3 separate regions of the Hordeum vulgare genome follow, and regions 1 and 3 are each linked to region 2. A link is a contact called in public Hi-C data. All regions are on one chromosome and are shown on one strand. Each heading gives the region's core, a stretch centred on a gene start, on an enhancer-like site or on the middle of the called end of the contact. The rest is flanking DNA. Distances are from core to core; before and after follow the strand shown.

Region 1 (3,597 bases), core at 482-2,981, 140 kb after region 2:
TTTGGAGTCCTTTTTCTTGTACGAAAAGTCTAGCTGCCTCATAAATAGGTGAGAGGTGACGGTCGATTGGACAACACACAATCAACAAATCAATCTGTCATATTTTACCTTTACCTTTTACCTTCTCTCTTGTTATTCTTCTTCCTTGTGCTTCGTTCGTTCTTTGTCAGGAGGGCATCGATCCATGAGGCTCTAGGGGCGATCAGATCGACCTAGGGCAGCCCATAGCCGCTGCACGCCCTGGCGGGGTCCCTCTCGGGCGAGTGGGATTTCGTGTTCTTGAAAACACCCATCGGATTTCTTGCGTACCGCGTTTCTGGATGTGTCTCCTTCGACGTGAGCTGTAATGCATCACCCTAGGCGTTGGAGGTACACACGGGGACGTAGCCAGGATTTGAACATAGGGGGCGGAAGAGATAACTATCTTTTTTACCCAAAAAAGATATACATGTCACACACATAATAATATGTGATACCATCTCACATAAAATGTAAATCTATATTTTGCAATAATTGCACAAGTATTAATTAATGTATAGGAGAATAAGACATGTGTTAAAATTGTCAATGTAAATTAGCTCTATGATTACCTATATGGTCATAGGATTAGCAAGTTGAATTTGTATTTTCAGTAGAAAGAGTTTGAGCTAGAAGCAGATGGCTTGAAAATAGCAATATGTTCTATTCTTTTGATTTATTTGTTGTGTAGAGAAGTACAATTAAACAGGGATAAAAGATAGTAAGTATATTAGAGATCAGATATGTATCCATCACCAACAACACGTGTAACCACAACTTCAGAATTACTACTAACTAAGGCATTAAAGATCACCGTATTAGGCCATATCAATAATATGTTGATGTTAAAAAGTATATATTGATACAATGGTTACACCCAGAGAAAAGAAATACTGCCGTCAACAGAAGCGGCAATCACAGCATCACTGCTTGCTTGAGTTTGGATGGAGAAAAGATACAACATCAATGTGGCTCATCGTCACAAGCGGCCGCGATATTGGGAATTCAGGATCAAATCATGTGCGCAAGGTGTTAATATCTCTATTTCTAGTATCACACCTTTCATGGTTTGAAAGACACAACCAAATCTAATGCTGGAAATAAAAATTGAACCTTGTTTCCTCGTCCGCTAGCTCATCCATGCAGCCAGCTAGACAGAATGAGTTGTTGGATCAACGCAATGACACATTTCTGTCGCCTTCCCTTCTCGGTGGATAGAATAGATAGAAGATCTAAGTAGACGGCCGACGCGATCGCTGGAGAAGTTCTTTTTAGCAAGTTAGAATCCAAGGGATTAGAGGAGGCCTGAACCGGGCAAATCCTATTCGGGCGCCGGTTATAGGCATTTTTTGCAAACCGGCGTCTTCACACACGTTTGCTCGGCTGACCCATCTTGGTTTTTTCTATTTTTAATCCGATAAAAAATAAACCTACTTAAACATGATTCAAACACGCGAGCAACCTGAGCAAATTACATGGTGCAACCACCATGCCCCACAAGCGGGATGTGTTAAGTATTGCTAAGTTTTTTTGAAAAGGCCGAAAATGAAAAACGAAAAAAAAAGAGAAAGGGCAAAAGAAGTAATAAAATTGAAAGAAGATCCCCTTTCTTATTCTTTTAGTATTGCTAAGTTTTTTTCTTCTTCACGTTCCCGTGGAGCAGGTCATTGGGCCGGCCCGCTAAGCGCCCCGTGCGAGTGCTAGGATCGCCAAGCGACGCTTAGAGCGCCGAGTAGGAGCTCCCCGCGGTTACAGCTTCATAGCCTGGCCCCTTCGCCTTCATGGTGGGCTGCATTTCTTTTTTATTTGTTTGGGATTTGGGCCTTTAGAGTGCAATCAACTACTCCCTCCGTTTCTAAATATAAGTTTTTAAAGAGGTTTCATTAATGAACTACATACGGATGTATATAGACATACTTTAGAGTGTAGATTCACTCATTTTGCTTCGTATGTAGACTCCTAATGAAATATCTTAAAAGACTTATATTTAGGAACGGAGGGAGTAATCACCATTGCATGGGCCCTCGCTGGCTATGGGAAGCACAAATCACACGGGGAGAGGGAAGCAAGCGCACGCTTGCGTAGCCCATAAGATTAGCGACAACGCACCGCTATTAAGGTGCGACACGATCGTTGGGGGGTCTAGCCCCTCCACCCCCTCACCCCCATGAATGTGTCATGCTCGTGTGTGAACAATACTGAAAACAATAAAATATCAACAACATATTTAAAGGATTAAATCTAGAAAAAATAACGTTAATTGGCTAGCCTTCAAGTTGACCGAGTCACGCGTCCTCCTGTCTCTCTCGGGTGCCCTATGTTCTCGTTTGTCATGAGAATCCTCCATTTTTTCCTGTTTGTGGTCGTTTCCGACATGGAATTTTTTTCTTTTTATTAAACTCATTTTCTAAAAATCGATTATTCTCCATTTTTGTGCTTCTATAAAAAATAATGAACTTTTTTCACATTGGATGGAGTTTTTTCTACTTTGATGAATTTTTTCAAATTCCGTGAAACATTCTCAAATTTGCGAAACTATTCTTATAATCTCACAGACTTTTAAAAAAAAATATATGAATTTTTTTCCAATTTTGATGAACTTTTTTCATATTGGATGGAGTTTTTTCTACTTTGATGAACTCTTTTCAAATTCCATGAAACTTTCTCAAATTTGCTAAGCTATTCTTATAATCTGATGAACTTTTTTTCGAGTTTTATGAACTTTTTTCCAATTTTGATGAACTTTTTTCAGATTTGATGATTTTCTTTAAAACTCAATTAACATTTTTAAAATACAATGAAGTTTTTTAAAATTTATGACCATCTTTTAATTTTGATAGAGATTATTCTAATTTGATGAACTTTTTGCAAATTCGGCAAACCTTTTCCAAATTTGCTAAACTATTTTTAATAATCTGGTGAACTTATTTTTCAACTGTGATGATTTTCTTTTCAATTTCAATTAAAAAAATTAAGTTTGATGAATTTTTTAAAAATAGATGAACTTTTTCCAAATCCAATAAATTTATTTTCTAAGCTATGAACTTTTTTCAAATTTGATGAAGTATTTATTAAGTTTTATCAATTTTGAAAAAAAAATCATCGGAATTTAAAAAAGCTAATCACTTTGAAAAGAGTTCACGAATTTGGAAAACAATCATAATATAAGGAAGAAAAAAATAGGAATTGAAAAATGATGTAACCTAAAAGACCTCGCTAAGTGGACGAGTGGTTAGCGCCTTGTAACAAGGATAACTAGGTCGCTCGATTCTTCTCAAGCACGCTACTTTTTTTGGGACGTGCCTCCGTTTTGGTCTGGCCCAAGACCGTGGCTGTGTGCGTGTCGGAACGACAAGTTGGCGTCGAAAGCGCTCATTAGGAGCTCCCCCTATGTCCCGCTTTTTCTAAAGACCCGTTCTTTAGCGCCTTAAGTGCGAGGTTGGCCAACTATGGCTCATGCGCCTCCTCAAGTGAGCCGGTCCAAATACACACGAACACAACGTCCCTCGCTCGATCGCTTCCTACATCACTCGCTCACAAGTCCAATTTGATGACAACATAGGTTGGGTTAACTAGATA
Region 2 (3,700 bases), core at 946-3,445:
ACTGTTATAAGTTAAATGCGAGCTAAATAACAACACCAAATAACTTAACTAACTTTTTTACCTCAACCAGAACATTTGTATCCCAGGTATCCTTGTACTGATCATAGCGAGGAGCTATCGTCATAACCCGGTGCCCCATTGCCTATGAAGAAATGAGTTGTGCATCACAAGTGCAGTCATACAAAGATGTGATTCAGAATTAACAGTACATGACAAGGAATACTTACAGCAAGAGGGTGATACAAGTGCAGTCATACAAAGATGTGATTCAGAATTAACAGTATGTGACAAGGAATACTTACAGCCAGAGCTGGGGGCAATCCCCCTACAACATCACCAAGGCCTCCAGTTTTGCACCATGGGTGCACTTCAGTGGCAACGAAAATTATGGGCATTCCAGTTGAACATACGATAGGTGACGAAGTCCTACTAGAATTACGATGGGTTTCATAATTTGTGGCTCTTCTTTTGGCCAGCTGTGTCTTATTCCGCATGGATAGGAACATAACTCCATTGTTACAAGATTGTTGGAATTGGATGTGAGGTGACAGTTTCAGTGAACCAACACTGTTTGTTTGATAAGAACCCATTGGTGCAGCCTCTCAATGACGACCTATCAGAATGGCATATGATAGAAAAATGGTTATGATGAACTTCTGCTTCAGAGAAACATGGGATTATACATTTGCTACCTTACATTCTGAATGTAAAGCAGCACTACTATGCTGGTAACAAGTGTTTACAATGCCACAAATATACCTGTCATTTTCTCAAAGAAAAGAATACTACAAGGTGGCACATGAATGTGCTAACTGCTTGCATACCGTGAACAGACCAATTATCATTCAAGCGTGTCTGGGATATTATTGTTAGTGCTACAACTGCAAGGTTAAAAAAAGGAAGTTCCATTACGGATATGTTCTTATCGATAATTTTACATGCTGTTTCGAAAGAAACTATTGCCCTGTCGATGAGTTCTTCAAGACAATGTGCAGGCTTTTATTTTTCTTATTAACTGTCCAGGAACCCTAGCATTCAAGGAACGAAAGCGCACCCAAACCAGCTGTTGGAATAGAACCCAGGTGGACAGGGAGGTTAAACAGCCTCCCTATAACCAGGACACTAGTCTGTTCCCAATGTGCATATCTAGAGATAAAAATATTTAAGAATGTGATACAACAAATACAGTACAAATCGTGAGAGTAGCAAATACTATAGATATAGATATGCAAATGAATTTTCATTGAGAGGTTTGAGGGGGATTTTGACTAGCAAAGGATTTAATCCCCCCCAATCCCTTTCTAACCTCTTAAAACCCTGCATAACCGAACAAGCCCTGAGTGATTTGGTGCACAACCCATGTAATGTAAGTGATAAATGTCAGTATTTTTTCATCATAGAAACACTCTTTCGTGTTGAAGCCTAAGTCAGGTACAATGTTTCATGAAGCCAGTAACACTAATACCCAGGATTTTTCCTCCTTCCAAAATGAAATAGCAGTGTGTGGTCAAATGCAAATGCCAAGTCAAGAAATGTGCATGGCGAAGAGCAGTACATCACAACACATCCTGACATGGTAAAAATAACAAAATCACCGAGGGTGCCCGAGGTGAGATTAACAAAAACGTGTACTACTCCAGAAGAAGCTAATGCAAAAGCATAAAACATAGATACTGGTCACTAGTGCCCTCAATGATGCAACAAGCTCCCGCAGAACAAACTACCTCTGAAGTTCAGAGGGTGCACATGCATTTTCGACACTGTCAGAAACTAAGGCCGTAGGGCCTGGAGCATGTCATGCCAGATCGGTGAAGATGAACCACGCACGCATGCCAGGATTTCAAGCATCAAGGGAAATGCAGAAGGAAACAGCTACAGAGTACAGAATCCCTCCCTCCCTACGAGAACAGATAGAGAGGAAAGCTCCACCTCCACGGTGGTGAGGACAGTGAACTGACCGTCACCTCACATTCCTCTACCGGCCTTAACAGCAACGGCAGAACCAGAATCGAACAGCCCAATGCTGGTTGGGAGCACAGAAGTGCGTACCTTCTTGAGCTAGGCGTTGACTGGAGCCGCGGCGCGGGGAAGTGGAAGTGGCTGCCGGGGGCCGGGGGAGGACGACGGGCTCCGCTCAAGTAGTAGAAGTGTTCGGCGCGTGGAGAGCGGCAGGAAATATCCTCCCCCCCCCCTGCGGCGGGAGGGGGAGGTGTCGCACGGGTAGCGGTTGGCTCCCGTGCGCCGGTGCCACATGGCCCGCGGCCCGCGCGGCGACAAACCGGGGCGGGGGCACCGCCGCCGTACCGGCACCGGCGCGTTGCGTCGGGCTCGGTTCGGGAGGAGGCGAATATCCCTATAGACTGGAGGGCCCCCGCGTCGGGACGGGAGCCGTCGGTTTCTCGAGATCGAGGGTGGGGCTGGGGCGAGAGGGCGCAGGGCTCGTGGCTTTCCTCGTGCCGGGAGTGTGAGCCGTCCGTTCGTTTGGGGACGGGGAAAGGAAGGACTAGAGGAAACGACAGCGGACATGTTTCCGGTGGGGTTGTGGCCTGTGCCCTGTGGCCTGTACGTCGCCATCTCTGTTGAGCTGATCTGATCGTGGAGTAGAGGCTGAGAGTCCAAGTTCACCATAGTGGCACTGGTACCATGACCATGCCCGGCTCCTCCCTCGCGAACCAAATGCCGGCACGAATACTCGCCGTCGGCTTCGGATTTTACGGTACGAGGGTTTTAGAAAATCCTGAACTTTTTTAATACATGTGAATTTTTAAACGCGTGATTTTTAAAACCTCAACCATTTTTTTTATTTCAAAGTAGAAATTTAGGAACTAAATTAAAGGTAAAAGGAGATGAAGAAAAAGAGAGAAAAAACAGTCCAAAACTTGAGTAAAATTCATCAACAGGCACTAAAATCGTTCGTCGCATGCAAAAAAGTCACTCAATTCAGAAAATGTATTGTTTGTGTTGACAAACTTGTTCCGCATCTGCACATACGGTCACCACAGACGTTTTCATACGTATTTTGCTTGCGTGGCACCGTACGCTGCCATGTCATCGTTTTAAGGACCGCGAAAATGAAATTTCGGAACTGGAGGGGGGTTTGTGAGATATTTCGTTTTAAGGACCCACCTCAGCTCGTTTCATCTGAATAACAAAAAAAAAACACCTCGGCTCCATCGGCTGATCGAAACCGGTCGGTTGCCGTCGCGACGTTGATCGCCTAGGGTTGATCGCCCTCCTTGGCGGCGGCGTCGATTCGAAGCATGGCGCCGCGGCTGCGACCTGACGGAGAGCCACCCCCTGTCTATGGTTAGTGATCGCCCCCTGTTCCTGTCTGTCTGACGGCTGACGGCTGCGACCTGTCGATTCAAAGCATGGCGCCGCTGCGGCCGCTCCTGTCTTCATGTGTTCCTCATCCGCCCCACCTTCATCGCTCCTATTCCTATGTTCCTCATCGTGCCCCACCTCCATGGTTCATGTGTTCCTCTGTTCCTGTGTTTCTCTGTAGATGAATTGCTTGTAGATGAATTGCTTGTAATCCCTTGTGCTCCGGTACAGAAAGTAGGGTTTTTGAGGGGGGTTAGGCCCAGCTTTGTTCTCGGGTAGCGACCAAAGTAAGGTTTTTCAGGGGGTATAACTGAATTTGTGAGCATTATGTGCTAACTGAATGTATGCCCTGTTCTCGTGTACTCGTGGTAGACAA
Region 3 (3,625 bases), core at 808-3,307, 230 kb before region 2:
CAGGGACTAGAGAGTGTATATATTGCAAATTCATCTCTGAGTGTGTTAACTTAAAACGTTACATATGCCCGCCCGGATGTGATTTAGGTGGATGGATTTGAAAAGGTATATGAGGGTCACAGAAAGATACATTTTGCTAACAGCTCCTACCTCGCATCGCTCCAAAGCTGAACAATCAACTACCCAAATGAGGAGTTGGCATTTACATACTACTTCCTCTGTACCTAAATAATTGTAGTTGGGGAGAACTAGACTAGTTCTCCCCAACTACAATTATTTAGGCACAGAGGGAGTAGTTCGCTCTAGATATCCCCCATGGATGGAAGGACAAAACCTTAAACAAGATGAAAACCTTAAATTCAACCTGAGTACATAACGATCAGCATTTACTCTTTTCACATGTGAATTGGACAAGGTTTAAATCATTAGAAGATTATTAAGACTATGCTGAAAATATATATTGTTTGCAGTAAGGATTGACATATATATCAAAAAAGAATAGAACCTACAGTTTTGTATTCTTTTTTCTTTTTCTTTTGTGCCTGTGCCAGCTCGGAGTACAATCCTGAAGGTCCATGTGAAAATAATTTGCATAGATCACACCAACGCTGTTCAAAAAGTTTTCTAACATGTCTTCAATTTCATGTTGTTAACAGGACGGCCTCTTTTCTAGTTTGGGTTTGGAAAGCTGACCTAAAAATGCCTGAGAAAGTGGGTCACTGTGTATTCAATTTTAACAGCTACAATATGCATTCAAATAAGCAATTCATTTTGTTCAGCATGCAGAAAATTTCGACATATTTTCCAATCAAATCGGATAAAATCCGGCCTGCCCATGGATAGTGACACACTAAACTTCATCAGAAGATACCAACATAGTGAGGGCTCTTCAACCCAAAAGTAAAGCATTAAGAGGTTAGTTTTAGTAGAACTAGCATATTCAGTTGGCAGTGTACTATCCATTTTCAGTGATTTTCATGATACTTTGAATGATTCTCAATTGTTCCATTGTGCCTACGCATTCCCCCATATAATGATTCAGGGCAGGGGTAAATGTTGAATCCAATATACAAGTATATGATATCTTCTGTTCAGGGCAGGAGTATTAAGAACATACAGTACTTATTACCCATTAGACAGATCGGCTTCCATCATTAACTCATTACCACCACTGAATCCTCTCGGACAACATTTTTTCTTGAATGAAACAATAAACAGAGGAAAGTATTGAACACAGCAGCAGATTCATCAGTATAACAATTGCTTTTGTTCATAATCGTCATCATCTCGAACAACTCTCACATCTGAAAGGTTTGATGTCGAACAGGAGAGTGAGGAGGAGCACAAGAAAAGCAAACAAACATCAACTTACTTGCAATCTCCCTCTTCAATCTCCTCTCTAATGTACACATGCTGCATCCGCCCCCAAGGGCGCATTATTCTACAGACAACACAGAGGGGGTCCTCCTATTCGTCTCAGACGAATTCGAACTCGTCTTCCCGGAGGTGAGCGAGGAACCGGACCGGCTTGTCCTGCCCGTCCAGCTTCAGCTCGAACTCCACCCGGAAAGGGCGATTGGCCGTGATCCGCTTGCCCTTCCAGACACCGACATACTGCTTGACCACACCTTCCATGCCACGGAGGTCCAGGTCCGGCGCCTTGGGGACGTGGTAGACGCGGACCGGCGCCGTGACGCGCACGCGCTTGCCGAGCTTGGGCGCCGCCGCGGCCTCCTCGTCCGCCACGTCGGGGGATGGGGATGGGGACAAGCTGCTGACGGCGACCTGGCGCGCGGAGCGGAGGCGCGCGCGGCACTGCGGTGGCGCGAGGCAGCGCCCGGCCGCGGAATTTGGAGGGAGGGGTCGGCGGAGGAGGAGCCACGAGGAGGTGGAAGGGCACGCCGCGGCGGTGGCGGTTGCCATCGGGGAGGTTGGTGCGCTCGCGGGCGTGTGGGGAATTGCGTCGAGCAGGCGGTGTGCACGTGAGGGTAAGATAGGCGGCGCCGAAGGTGGAAGTGATGGTTATTGGGGAGAAAAGTGGAAAAAGGAAGAAGCGATGCGCTGGTGTCCCCTACGCATTCCAAGGGACATCTGAATCTGATCATCACACAGCTTCTTTTTTCTTTTTATTTTTTGCAAATGATCATCACACAGCTCAAAGAACATCTCCAACAGCTACTCTAAAATAGTACACTAAAGAAAATCAGTTTAGAGCAACTCCAACGGGGCGATCCATTTCATCCATCGCCGTTCATTTGGGTCCGCGCGGACAAAAGTGATGACCCAACGCGCCGACCCATTACCAAAACGCGGACGCGCCATTTCTGACCCAAATTTCGGACTGAAATGTGTCGGCGCAGACGTGAAGCGGACGCGCGCGCCCTCCGAGTGTCCGCCCCAACCACCGATAGTCAACTTAATTTATGACGGCCACCCTCCGAGGGCCCACGCGGCAGCGACCGCGGTCGGCCTTTTATTAATCCGAGCGTGTGGTGTGGTTTGGCCTCATCTGCTTCCAGAACACCCCGTCCCCATCTCGCCACCTCATCGGCGACTAAACCCTAGCCAGCAGCCATGACCGTCTCGTTCCAAAACAAGGGCAACGCCCCCCCCCCCCCCGTCTACCCCCGTGCGATCTCCTCGCCGACCTCGCGAGCGTGTCAGCGTCCCGATGCACCAAGCACGGTGGCACCGGGAGTACCGCGTCCTGCTGCCGTACCCTGATGTCACCCTCCCGCACCACCGACATCTGGATCTGGAGAGGATCCCGATGTCTGTCGTATCGCGGTCGGCGCGGATGCACGCGGAGGAGGTGAGTCACCGTCGGCTCAACCCTGCGTACGCGACTGAATCTCCTCACTAGGAGGTCTGGTTCGCGGTCGAGCACGAGGAGCAGCTAGGAGGCCCTCCACAGCCCCCGCCCGTTGTTAGCGACGAGGACTAGGAGGCGGAGGCCGCCTACCAGGTGGCGCTGGCAGCCGCACTCCGTGAGAGCGAGGAGGAAGAGTCGCGCAAGGCCGAGGAGGAGCACGCTGCGTACGAGGAGCAGCTCGTGGAGGCCATCACGTTGTCCACCTTCGACGACTGTGCCGTGCCACCTCCGCCGAAGACCGAGCCCACGGAGCCGCAACGGGAGGTCTGCCAGTGGACCGATTGCCTCCACGAGTGGATGAGCGCGCCGCACATCTGGTTGGGCGCGACGTCGCAGCAGGAGGAAGCCTACCTCTAGCACTGGAGGCCGCAGCACCTGGCGGAGGAGCGTGCCAACGGCCGTCGGCAGATGGCGTTGGAGAAGGAGGCGGAGGAGGAATGACGGGATATGAAGGAGGAGGAGCGCGCCCGTGTTGCGCTGCCACCGCCACCAGCACAACCAGCCCGTGGCGGGAAAGAAGACGGGCCGGGCCCGTGCTGCGCTGCCACCGCCACCGTCAAGAATCAACACACATTATTCACCACGGCACATGCATGACATAATGCACACCACATATGATGCATGACGAGTTTAAATTATGCAAGGCATGGCATGGCAATTCACAACAATCAAATATTACACCTTAAGTGAAGCTCAATATGCAACGAGTTGCATATTGACGAAACTCCACGTTTAATTATTTAGTTCACTCCC

The links. A called contact is a pair of places that touch in the nucleus more often than the background predicts.
Region 1: a Hi-C map of seedling shows a contact between it and region 2, with 1.9 times the contacts expected there. The contact joins the enhancer-like site here to the promoter of LOC123427313 in region 2. A contact is called at or near these places in 2 of 6 Hi-C or Micro-C datasets (leaf and seedling).
Region 3: a contact with region 2 is called in a Hi-C map of seedling, with 2.6 times the contacts expected there. The contact joins the promoter of LOC123430565 here to the promoter of LOC123427313 in region 2. A contact is called at or near these places in 4 of 6 Hi-C or Micro-C datasets (leaf and seedling).

The regions. Positions count from the first base shown.
Region 1 is chr2H:566,828,025-566,831,621 of MorexV3_pseudomolecules_assembly, forward strand. No RefSeq gene overlaps it. Among protein-coding and RNA genes, the nearest start is that of LOC123427315, 42 kb to the right of the region's middle. Within about 2 kb of position 1,732, at least 3 of the 3 cell types and tissues checked have open chromatin away from gene starts, as enhancers often do. A contact at or near this core is called in leaf and seedling, where this site is marked.
Region 2 is chr2H:566,689,889-566,693,588 of MorexV3_pseudomolecules_assembly, forward strand. LOC123427313 (granule-bound starch synthase 1b, chloroplastic/amyloplastic) reads right to left here and starts at 2,196. Exons shown (of 14, transcript XM_045111319.1): 1 at 2,050-2,196; 2 at 303-613; 3 at 62-142. The coding sequence starts at 590.
Region 3 is chr2H:566,463,610-566,467,234 of MorexV3_pseudomolecules_assembly, forward strand. LOC123430565 (ferredoxin-thioredoxin reductase, variable chain-like) reads right to left here and starts at 2,058. Exons shown (of 1, transcript XM_045114424.1): 1 at 1,245-2,058. The coding sequence starts at 1,923. The coding sequence ends at 1,477.